2 separate regions of the Rattus norvegicus genome follow, and region 2 is linked to region 1. A link is a contact called in public Hi-C data. All regions are on one chromosome and are shown on one strand. The core of a region is the stretch at or near the end of the contact, and the rest is flanking DNA. Distances in the headings are between cores, read along the strand shown.

The links. A called contact is a pair of places that touch in the nucleus more often than the background predicts.
Region 2: a contact with region 1 is called in a Hi-C map of frontal cortex, with 2.0 times the contacts expected there. The contact joins the promoter of Pdhb here to the enhancer-like site in region 1. A contact is called at or near these places in 3 of 12 Hi-C or Micro-C datasets (frontal cortex, liver and mammary epithelial cells).

The regions. Positions count from the first base shown.
Region 1 is chr15:19,005,899-19,011,907 of GRCr8, forward strand. All of the region lies in intron 3 of LOC120096928 (a long non-coding RNA gene), which reads right to left. Among named protein-coding and RNA genes, the nearest start is that of Fam107a, 38 kb to the right of the region's middle. Within about 2 kb of position 4,228, at least 35 of the 93 cell types and tissues checked have an H3K27ac peak or open chromatin away from gene starts, as enhancers often do.
Region 2 is chr15:19,180,184-19,185,997 of GRCr8, forward strand. Pdhb (pyruvate dehydrogenase E1 subunit beta) reads left to right here and starts at 2,606. Exons shown (of 10, transcript NM_001007620.1): 1 at 2,606-2,974; 2 at 3,048-3,101; 3 at 4,378-4,485; 4 at 4,579-4,641; 5 at 4,733-4,768; 6 at 5,146-5,431; 7 at 5,764-5,814. The coding sequence starts at 2,933.

The DNA of each region.
Region 1 (6,009 bases), core at 2,978-5,477:
CCTGAATGACTCTGATGTCATTTGAAAATTGCACAGAACCTTGGGGTCAACATCCCAGCCCTATGCCATTGTAGCTTTGGGAAGAATAGAAACCAGTTGGTTGCATGGTTTGTGGTGCATCTTTCTCAAGCTCACCCCGTCTGTGATCCTGGCAACCTCCCACTGGTTACTGGAGAGGAGTAGATATTTACCTCTATCCTGTAGATGAAGGGCAAGAGTCAAGGGGGTGTGGAGTCACCCAATGAGAAAGTACAGGGGTTGGGGATTTAGCTCAGTGGTAGAGCGCTTGTCTAACAAGCGCAAGGCCCTGGGTTCGGTCTCCAGCTCCAAAAAAAAAAAGAAGAAGAAGAAGAAGAAGAGAAAGTACAAAGAGAGACCCAAAATATCTGACCCTTGGCCCTCTGTTTCCCTGGGACAATCCCGTACCCGCTGCTCCTGTGGTGTGGTCTGGAAATTGCACTGGGTTCTTCTGCCCAGAGCTGGGCTTCAAAGACCAAGAGAGAGCTCAGTCACTAGACACCCATGCAGCCTGTAAACCCTACTTCAGCAAGAGTCCAGAGAGATGAGGGAAACGTAATGAGCCCGTGGAGCCTCTCCCCTCCCGCTTCTCCAAGAGCCAAGCCAGTGGATAATTACAAGACGGTTGACCAAAGAGTGTGACTTCGGGTCGACTGCTCTAGCAGATGGCCATCTGGGCCCTTTGCAACTCTCTCCCAGCAGGAAGGAAGCTGAGCCTATGCCAGACTGTGCTGGAGAGAAAAAGAAGTGCAGAGCAAATGTATTCGTGTGGCCAGAATGTGGGCTGGAGAGAATACAGCACAAGAACTGTGGAATTAAGATTTGTCATGCATTGATGTGTGTGTGTGTGTGTGTGTGTGTGTGTGTGTGTGTACATTGTGTGCTAGTGTATGATTTCATGGGTGTGTATGAGTGTATGTGTGTATGACAGTGTATGTTGAGTGTGTGAGCATGTGTATGGAGGTTGCATAGATGTGTATATAGGAGTGTATGTGTGAGTGAATGTGTGAGTGTGTATGAGTGTGTGTGTGTGTGTGTAAGTGAGTGGGTGAGTACATTGTGTGTTAGTGTGTGATTGCATGAGTGTATATGAGTGCACGTGTGAATGAATGTGTGTGTGTGAGAAAGTGAGTGAGTACATTGTGTGTTAGTGTATGATTTCATGGGTGTGTATGAGTGTATGTGTGTATGACAGTGTATGTTGAGTGTGTGATCATGTGTATGGGGGTTGCATGGATGTGTATATATGAGTGTATGTGTGAGTGAATGTATGAGTGTGTATGAGTGTGTGATGTGTGTGTGTGTAAGTAAATGGGTGAGTGAGTGCATTGTGTGTTAGTGTGTATACATGGGTGTGTATGAGTGCATGTGTGAGTGAATGTGTATGAGTGTATATGTGTGTGACGGTGTATGTTGAGTGTGTGACCATGTGGGGAGGATTGCATGGATGTGTATGTATGAGTGAATGTGTGAATGTGTGTGAGTGTGTGATGTGTGTTTGTGTGTGTGATGTATGTACCCCACAGATGTATTCAGTGTGTGTGTGTATGTACCCTACAGATGTATGCATATGTGGGGCAGATGTTAATAATATGATTTCCAATGTCACCGTTCACTTTGTTCTTGAGACAGAGTCTCTCACTGTATGAGGGTTAGAGGAACAAAAGTGATCAAATGAATCTCTGGTAGAATGATATATAACAAAGCGGGATTCATTATAGTGGCTTACAGGCTGTCGTGGTGGCAATTCTTGTTTTGTCAACTTGATCACATCTAGAACTACCCAAAACCCCAAAGTGGAGGGCACACCTGTGATGGAGTTTTGCTTAATTTGAAGTGAAAAGATCTGCTTCTAATCCAGATCTTGAGGTGGGAAGACAGACCTTAATCCAGATCTTTTGATCTGAGAAAACCCACTTCTGATCTGGGCCATGCCTACTGCTAGAAACCTACATAAGGATAGGAGGAAGGAAGCGTTTGCTCCTTGTCTGCTTGTTCTTGCCCTCACTAGCAAGCCCATTCCTCCACTGGCATTAGCACCTACTTCAGGAATCTGGTGTCTCCTGAAGGCCAACTGAGATGTCCAGCCTCATGGCCTGAATGGATTAGCTGGACCACAGCCTGCAAGTCATTCTAATAAATCCCCTTTCTGTGTACAGAGAAATATTCATTCTGTGAGTTCTGTTATTCTAGAGAACCCTAATACAGCTGAGTTCTGGCTCATCCAACAATGGCTGTCTCCCAGTGGAACAACCAAGAACCTAGTAGTTGTTCAGTTCATGACGTTGGATTTCTCAGCTGGTCTTCAGGACTTAAAAAAGAAGGTTCAAACCCAGAGAATGGATGCCTCAGCAGCAAGACAGATGAACTTGTCATCAAGAGTGAGGGCAAGCAGGCAAAAAGCAAAGGGCTTCATGTCCCTTTTGGCAGGCTGCCATCTGAAATGGGGATGGGGGTGGGGGAGGGCACATTTAGGGTGGCTCTTTTAGCCTCAGATGATCTAGATTATGGGTGTTTTCCCATCTCAAATAATCCAACCAAGAAAAACCCCTCAAGGATGTGTCTAACTGCTTAAGTGTTAGTGGATTCCAGAAGTAATCCAGGGGAAAGTCAAGTCACACCGAACCAGGAGCTACTCCAGCCCCCAGGATCTCCCCACCTCTGCATCCCATCACTGGGTTTACAGGTAAGTTTACATGGGTGCTGGGGCTCCAACTTAGGTCTTCATACTTGTATAGAAAGCACTTTACCCATTGAATCCACCCCAGTCCCCGTCGTGACCTCTTTCAGAGCGTGAGGCTTCGTGGAACCCACTCCATACAGACTGTTTCAGTAACTCTACCATCACTGGGTGGCACTTAAGCTACTACAATGGAACCAACACTGTCCTAAAGCTAGGGAGAAGCCAATAAGTAAGACGGGACAAGTCGATTCCAGACGAGAGAGGTGAGTAAAGCCCACAGAAATATTTCAGTTGCTAAGTGCTATGGAAAAACACTGACCAGGGAACCCAGGAGATGACTTCACATGGGAAGCCAAAGAAGGCTCCTCCCAGGAGGTGGTGCCCTGCAGTCAGGGTCTGAAAGATGAGGGAAGGAGGGAGGAGGGAATACACAGGCAGAGTGAGAACAGCAAATGCCCTGTGGTATAGGGCGGGTTCTGTGGAACAGACTCTTGAGGAGTTGGGAGAGGAACGAGGGTAGGAAACAAGGTTCTAGAAGCAAACATGGCTTGATCAGTCTTCCCCGTAAACCTGGAGTGGGGGTGTTTTCTACAGCTGGCCCTCTACCACCAAACATACTGTAAAATCACCTGCATGTACTTTGTGAAACCCATTCCACGCCAGGCTCTGTTCTCTAGGAAGTGGGCAGCAGCAGGATTTCCCCTGTTCCACATCTTGGGAGAGCTGCTGCAGTTGAGGCGTTAGCTACCTGAGACTCACTAGTTGGCACAGAACTCATCACTGTTATCAGCACAGCAACAGCAGCGCCTCGCTTCACGGAAGCTTCATTCCAGAGTGACACCTCCTTCCATTCTCAGCCTGACAGGACGGGGCCATTGTAGGCCCTCCGGCCCATCATACACTGCTGTTATCTTATTTCCCTTTGATTTAGAGAAAGAGCTGCATGTAGCCCAGGCTGGCCTTGAACTCACTACGTAGCTCACTCAGCGTGACCTGAATTTCCTGCCTCTACTTCCTGGTGCTCAGGTGGCCAGCACACACCAGCACATCACTTTCAGTCAGGGCTGGGGACTGAACCCAGGTCTCTGTGCACTCCAAATTAGCTTCACCTGCAGCCCAAAGGATAAGCTTATAAGTAAGTGGCATGATTTAACCAATATTTTAGTAAAACAGAGGCTTCAGCTTACGGGGAGTCACCCACCTATATGGGTGGATGAGTGGGCACCGGTGTCATGAAAAGTTAAATCATTCTCCAGGGCTACAGAGCTGCGAAGGGCAAAGCTAGCATTGAATCCCACTGGCTCCTGCCTTAGTCTCTACCGCCGGCTGGTGTCAGAGAGGAGCCTAGTGGTAAGAAAAGGAAAGTGACTACTGGGGGCACTTTGAGAACTTGGCCTCTGGCCTGGAATCCAGCCTCCAGACATTTTCCTGGCCTGAGCCCAGCCGGCTGCCCTCCAGCCAACTCGTGACACCATCCTAGTGAACGATAGAGTCTGCTGTCAAGAGTTTCCGCTCCAGAAGAGCCCCAACCCGACTGCCTTCAGAGATGACCTATTAATAAGGCTGTCCAGCCTGACACTGACATCCCTACACAGGCCCACCCTGTATCATGCCCCACCTCCGAGCTGGCTCTCTGCTAAGCAGTGTGTGGCCAGAGGGGAAAACAGTGGCCAAGCCAGCCAGAGTTCACCTTCCACACCCCAGCTGTGTTACCACTCCATTGCTGCCCTGTTGGTCTTCCCGGTTGCCTTGGTTTTCCTTAGGGAGAGGCAGGAAGCTGGGAGATTAGGATCCTTGGGAACCCCCCAGGGGGCCTTAAGCTGCCCAGGAATGTGCTGTTCCACAGCCTGACTGAAGTGCTCCTGGCTTTGGAGCAACTCTGAAAGCCACCTTTGTGCATGAAAAAATGAGCTGTAAAACAGATCAGCTTGAACAGGGGGAGTCTGGACCTAACCTTGAAACCCACCCAAGCCTGGTACACACTTCGTGCCACAGGAAAATCCAGGGAAGAAAGTGGGGGCCCCTGTGTGTCATCCTAGAGTTCTGCATGTGGCTAGGGGGACTGGATCCTTCAGGGGTGACCCTAGCCACACCCAGGAGCCTCAGCCACTCATGTCCTCAAAGCTGTCTCCAACTCACAGCCAGGATTTGCTCTGAGCTGGTTGTGGTTCAAGGCAAAGCCTGTGTCTGGTTTCTTCATTTCTGCAGTGACAGATAACCTAGGTTCTCTGGCTCCTAAGGGAGTGTCCAGCACAGGCAGATGGGTACTAAAAAAAGACCCAGCATGAGGACAATTTCAGACTGACCAACCTGCTGTCACCAGATACAGGGATGTCGGCACATCACTTAAGTTTTCTACTCATTTCCTTGTGTGCAAGAGTTACCATCTAAGAGACTCACTGTGGGAATTTCATAGGCTGGGGCGTGTTTCGAACAGTCCTATGTGTGTAGACTGTGCACCAGCTTTTCTGTGTCATTAGAACTGTTTTCATCATTAGCCATCTCGGGCTTTGCCCTGAGCCCTGACCAGCTTTCCTGAGCAAATCCTGGCTTTGACTTGGAGACAGCTTTGAGGGTGTGAATGGCTGAGGCTCCTGGGTGTAGCCCACTCCACGGGGTGGGGGCACATTGACCATTTCCTCCTGATGTTCACCTGGAGAAGATGATGGCCTCTGCCACCAGCATAGCCAGACAGAACAGAAAACCAAAGACAAAATGCAAACACTGTGAGCCTGGAGAGGAAGTCAGACAGAGCTGCTTGTCTCAGGCACATTATGAGCTTCCCCGGAACTGTAGAAGCTTTAATCTGCAAAGTCAACCCCCTGGTCATAACCAGGGTTACTAGAGGGAGTAAATTAAGGTACTTCTAATTTGTGGAAGCAAAATTTTCACACCACTGTTTGGAACATTCCAGAAGCTTTCCTAATTGACCAGGTAGGCATACCTTGCTTGACATTTCAGAGATGACTATAAACCTGCTTTCCGGGGTTGGGGATTTAGCTCAGTGGTAGAGCGCTTGCCTAGCAAGCGCAAGGCCCTGGGTTCGGTCCCCAGCTCCGAAAAGAAAAGAAAAGAAAAGAAAAGAAAAGAAAAGAAAAGAAAAGAAAAGAAAAGAAAAGAAAAGAAAAGAAAAGAAACCCTGCTTTCCTGAATAGGAGCCATATTTTAAGCATTACCTGAACCTTTCCTCAACTTACACCAACAGTTAACAAAAAGATGGGACAGATCTCTGGACTTGATGGACTCACTGAAATGAAGTGTTTCTTCCTCATGGACCCCAAGAGGCGCAGCTGGGCCATGCTGACTTG
Region 2 (5,814 bases), core at 1,356-3,855, 170 kb after region 1:
GTCAGTGTGTAGGACAGGGTCTGTGTGTGTGTGTGTGTGTGTGTGTGTGTGTGTGTGTGTGTGTGTGTATGTGTGTGTGTGTGTGTGTGTGTGAATCCCTCTGGAGCTCAGGCTTCCCTACCCTGCTTAGAGGTCAGCCATGTTTCTGAGTCTTGTGATGTCTGTGCTCCTCTCTTCAGTGCTGTTCTTCACTCCGGGAATGTTTGGACTTGGACACACGAAATAATGAAGCTCAGGTTAGTTTCCACCTTGTAATCCTCTGGTGTGGGAGAGGAGTTTTAAGTCAAACCAGGGAAATCACTCTGTGAATGAAAAATGAGATAAAACGAGGACACGGCTACACCTCAAATATGGAGAAGTTTTAATTGTAGACATAAGGGAGAACATCGGCAGAAGGAGGAGTCCAGGCTGAACATGGTCAGCCAAGTAAACTGGGCATGAGAGGAGATAGGGGAGGGAGAGCAAGAAAGGACCCTGGGAGTAAGAGACTGGTGCAGCCCAAATGGCTGCCTTATATAGGGATCAGGCTGGGAGAAGGGAAGCCCAGCAGACAGGAGGGGGAGGTTTAGGGTAGGGGGAGGGGTGAGAAGTGCTCAGAGGAGCCACAAGTATAGAATGAGACTAGTCCCGGATTTGAGACCTAAAACGGTGTAGATGTATTAAACTCTTAGTAATATGGGCATGCAGACTATAGTGGAGCATACAAGTGTGTCTTTATAAACGAGATGGGCATGCAGACTATAGTGGAGCATACAAGTGTGTCTTTATAAACGAGAACACGAAATGTCCCTGCTACCTACATTGCTGGAAACGTAAAGTTGTTAGAAGTAAGTTTGGCGACACAGCGAAAGAGATCCGCACTGTAACTGAAGTGTCTGGACAGGGTGGACTTTACTCCTGATCAAGAGGGTGTTCTCAAAGAGAGGGGATACACAGGGAGACTGGAAGCACACTCGGTCTTCATTCTAACTCAGGTGGCGGCTGTGTCTTTAACCAGTTGGCTGGAGTTTGACCTCACAGTCTGATGCAGTGGCTGCCCCAAGAAGAAGGACACTCAGGAAATGAAGGAGGAAGAGCCAAGGAGTCTCCAAAAAGAAAAGGGCTATTGCTCCAGGTATCGAGTTCCAAGAACAGAGCAGTGGGCCGCTGCATAAACAAAGGTTTTACTGTTTAGGGAAGATTCAAACACTTGCTCAAAGCTAGGCGTGGTGGTACATTCCTTTAATCCCAGCATTCCAGGGAGACAGAGGCAGGCAGATCTCTGAGTTCAAGGCCAGCCTTGTCAACATCAATTCCCAGAATGTCCTTGGTTACATGAAAGAGTGTTCTTGTTCACTGGAAATATATATATATATATATATATATATATATATATATATATATATATATATATATATATATATTCTGAAGTTAGGGCACCTTGATGTAAGCAAACTACATAGTTTGAATAAATGAGAACAATACAGCCAATGTAGTGAATGTAATATTAAAATTGCTAGTAAATAAAATTTGAAACACTTATGCCATAAAAAATACCCAGTGGTAAAAAGAAAAAAATATGGATCGGGTGGTGGTGGCACATATCTTTAATCCCAGCACTCAGAAGGCAGAAGCAGATGGATCTCTGTAAGTCGAGGCCAGACTTGTCTACAGAATGAGTTTTAGGACAGCCAGGACTACATATAAAAACCCTGTCTTGGGCTGGAGAGATGGCTCAGCGGTTAAGAGCACCCGACTGCTCTTCCAGAGGTCAATTCCCAGCAACCACATGGTGGCTCACAACCATCTGTAAAAAGATCGGATGCCCTCTTCTGGTGTGTCTGAAGACAGCTACAGTGTACTTATGTATAATACATGAATAAATCTAAAAAAAATAAACAAACAAAAAAAAAAAACCCTGTCTTGTGGGGTTAAAACAAAAACATCTATTTCCATCAAAGTCTTTGATGGCAGGAGAGATAAGAGGCTTTGAAGTCCTTGTCCCAAACACAAGTTTATATGTTCTTTGATAGCAGACTTATATTTGACATACCTTACAACATGACCACCTGATGGCCCTAACCAGGGAGCTTTGGAAGGAGGTAATCCCATACCTCATTGTCCATCTTTCCATTTACAGTCGATGAGACTGAATGCAGAAAATAAGGGCAGCGTCTAAACAGCTATTCTCAAATGTCTCTAGGTCTGTTAAAACTAGGCTTCAGGCTTCTTCTACGGTCCAGGTAAGCCATCTAAATTCAGCATGATCAGAACAAACTCCTCACCTTTTCACGTCTGGATGGAGAGAATACTACCGCCTACAATCACTTATCAAACACACATCACAATACCTGGCACAAAGTGGACACTTAGTGCACACAAAAAAGCTATTGTTTACATTCAATTGACAGCGCCCATTCATACAATGTGTTGCAAGATTCACGTGTTGCTCAAGGCCCGCAGTGCCCGCAAAGGGGCCTTAAGGTCTTTACAGCCTCCGTTGATCAGGCCACACTGACTCAGTCCTAGCACGTGAGCAGACAGCAGTAAGGGCCGAGTGCAGGGCGTGCTAGGTGCATGACAGCCACCGCGAGCAGTCTGCAAAGTTCTCTCCAGTGCACCAGGTCAGAGAGGAACAGCAACCTCGCGTCACCTCCGCAGGACCAGGATTCGCTAGATGGGCGGGGCTCGCAGGCGTCAAAACTGGCCGTTGGCTACGTATGCAGAGGCGGGGCCATAGGTCTCACCCTGCCAAAGCCTGGGGGCGGGGCTTTTGAAATACTGCCCTGCTATTGGCTTACTCAGGAAGGCGGGCCTCCAGTTGACATTCTCTATTGGCTTTGCCGAACAGAGGCGGGACCTAAAGGTGTCACGCCCTACCATTGGCTGCGCCGGACGGGGTCTGCGGCGCTTCTGTGTTGTCATTCGGCTGCGAGTAGAGGACACGGGCAAGATGGCGGCGGTGGCTGGTCTGGTGCGGGGACCTTTGCGGCAGGTAAGTAGCGGCCCCTGGTGCACCCGCCGTATCCCCTGTGCCCTTTCTGAACCTCTTTCTCTTTCACTGCCAGGCTTCCGGGCTGCTGAAGAGGCGTTTCCACCGCTCGGCGCCCGCGGCGGTGCAGGTAACCGGTCTGGACTCTGGGCAAGGCCGGGAGGGAATCCTGGGTTCCGGGAGCAGGCCTGAAAGATCGGGGTCGCGTCTGCCCCAAGGCCGAGTGGCATCTCGGACCCTGGCAGTGGCCGCGTCCTGCGGATGATTCGCGCTGGCTCTGTCACCGCCCGGTGCCACTCATACTGGCACCCATTCTCACCAGGCCGGTGGCAGTCTTAACCGACAGCCACCTGCTTTCCTGACTGTTTACGCCCCCACCTCGAATTGTGGTAAAATATAACTTTAAAACCTTGTGTGTTCAAATGTGGCATCGAATACATTCACTGTATACACTGTCAATCTCCAGAACTTTACACGATAATTCACACTATGCCAGCCGCTGTTGTACTTTTCTGGCACATTTTGAGTTTGCTTGTTTTAGAACGTCATATAAGTGGAATTTTTTGATTTTTTTTGGGGGGGGGGGTCTGGCTTATTTAACAAGGTTCAACCATATTGTAGAATACATACATCAGAATTTGTTCCTTTGAAACATTGACTCATATCCTTTGTACATTTTATTTATGTATTCATCCAAGGGTGACTTTGTTTCCACCGTTTGGATTTGTTCTGGTGCTGAGAACACTGGCTTGCAGATACACACTTCTTTTCTTTTTGGCATATGTATATCTTAGAAGGATTTTACCATTCTACATATTTTAGTAGCCTAGCAGCACCAGCATTGTGGATGTCAAGCTGTACACTACTGAATGCTTAAACTTAGCCGTAGTTAGTAGCCATGGTTAGACCTTCCTTGCTCGTTCTCTGAGTCTTAGTGCTCCAAGGGTATAGGTAAAACAGCCTGGCGTGTTTTCTACATGGGAAACTGCCTTCGAGCTAGTTTAGCAATTGCTTGGTTTTCTTGACTGTGCACATCAAGCAGTACAGCAGAAGTGTTCTGTAGGCTTATCACTAACATCTAGTGAAAGATTATTGGCATAAGTTACTTGTTAAGTTCTTGGAGCTTTGATTTGTATGATAAGTTTTTTGTGTGTGTGAGCATGCCCGTGTGCACTTGAGGTCAACTTCCAGGGAATCAGTTTCCTCCTTCCACCACGTAGAAATGGAGATGAGACTCGTCAGGCTTGGCCATCTTGCCTCCTCACATTTTTGGAACTTGGACTGCCTGCATGAATGTTAGATTTATGTTTTATGTTGTGGGCAGCGTAGATAAGTATGAAGAAGGGAGTTTCCGTAGTCTCCTTAATAATCCTGTAGCGTGTTTTCTGTTTATGTACCTGTGACAGTTGACAGTTCGTGAAGCCATTAATCAAGGTATGGATGAAGAACTAGAAAGAGATGAAAAGGTTTTTCTGCTTGGGGAAGAAGTTGCCCAGTATGATGGTGCATACAAGGTAACTGAACTAGATAAACTTTATATAAAATTAAAAAGTAGCCATTTACCCTGACAACCACTTGAAAGTGATGTGGCAAAATCTAAATTGTAGGTTAGCAGAGGCCTGTGGAAGAAATATGGTGACAAGAGGATCATAGATACTCCCATATCGGAGGTACGCCTTCTGGACAAACTGAGAGGGGCTGGTCAAATATTCAGTCTTAATTTCTATGGACTTTTTCTAAAGTTTGCTGTTTGCTTTACAGATGGGCTTTGCTGGAATTGCTGTTGGTGCAGCTATGGTATGTAATATTTATGATGCTTATCAAAGGAGATTTCCTTAATATCTTTTGAAAATATTGTTTGCACTGCGTGTTGTGGTGTTTGCCTTTAATCCCAGCACTCAAGAGTCAGGCAGATCTCTAAGTTCAAGCCAGCCTGGACCACAAGTAAGTTCCAGATGGCCAGAGTTACACAGAGAAAACTTTTTCAAAAAAACAAAAACAAAAACAAACAAACAAACAAAAAAACAGAGAGAGAGACAGACAGACAGACAGACAGACAGACAGACAAACCCCAAGCCGTGCTGTCCGGATGTCAGAGGAGTGGATTGCTTGGTTGTTTACCACTCTTCCTTGTTCTGTTTAGTCTTTTTAACATCGACTTTTCCATTTGACAGGCTGGGCTGCGGCCCATCTGTGAATTTATGACCTTCAATTTCTCTATGCAAGCTATTGACCAGGTCATAAACTCAGCTGCCAAGACGTACTATATGTCTGCTGGCCTCCAGCCGGTGCCCATAGTGTTCAGGGGGCCCAACGGCGCCTCAGCGGGCGTGGCTGCTCAGCACTCGCAATGCTTCGCTGCGTGGTATGGGCACTGCCCCGGTTTGAAAGTGGTCAGCCCCTGGAATTCCGAGGATGCGAAAGGACTTATTAAATCGGCCATTCGTGATGATAATCCAGGTAACTCCTGCTTCTCTTGAACAGTGAAAGAGCTGACATGAACCATACAAGGAACCATCGAGGCCATCTAGTGAGGCTTAGATATAGCATATGTATAACGTATAAATGATTTATAGACACAAAGATAGTCAAAAATGTAGGGCCAGTTCTTTACTGCATACCTGCACATTTGGCTTAACCTCTACCGACCAGACTGTGTATAAACCATCCTGATGCTTCTAGGTGAGACAGAAACCAGGCTTCTTATTCATAAGATGAGTGGTTTTGTGGTATGTGCATTCATAGTCATTCTGCCTGTACTTTGTTGTTTGAGAGCTTATACTGTCTTGCAGTGGTGATGCTAGAGAATGAACTGATGTATGGAGTTGCATTTGAACTTCCCA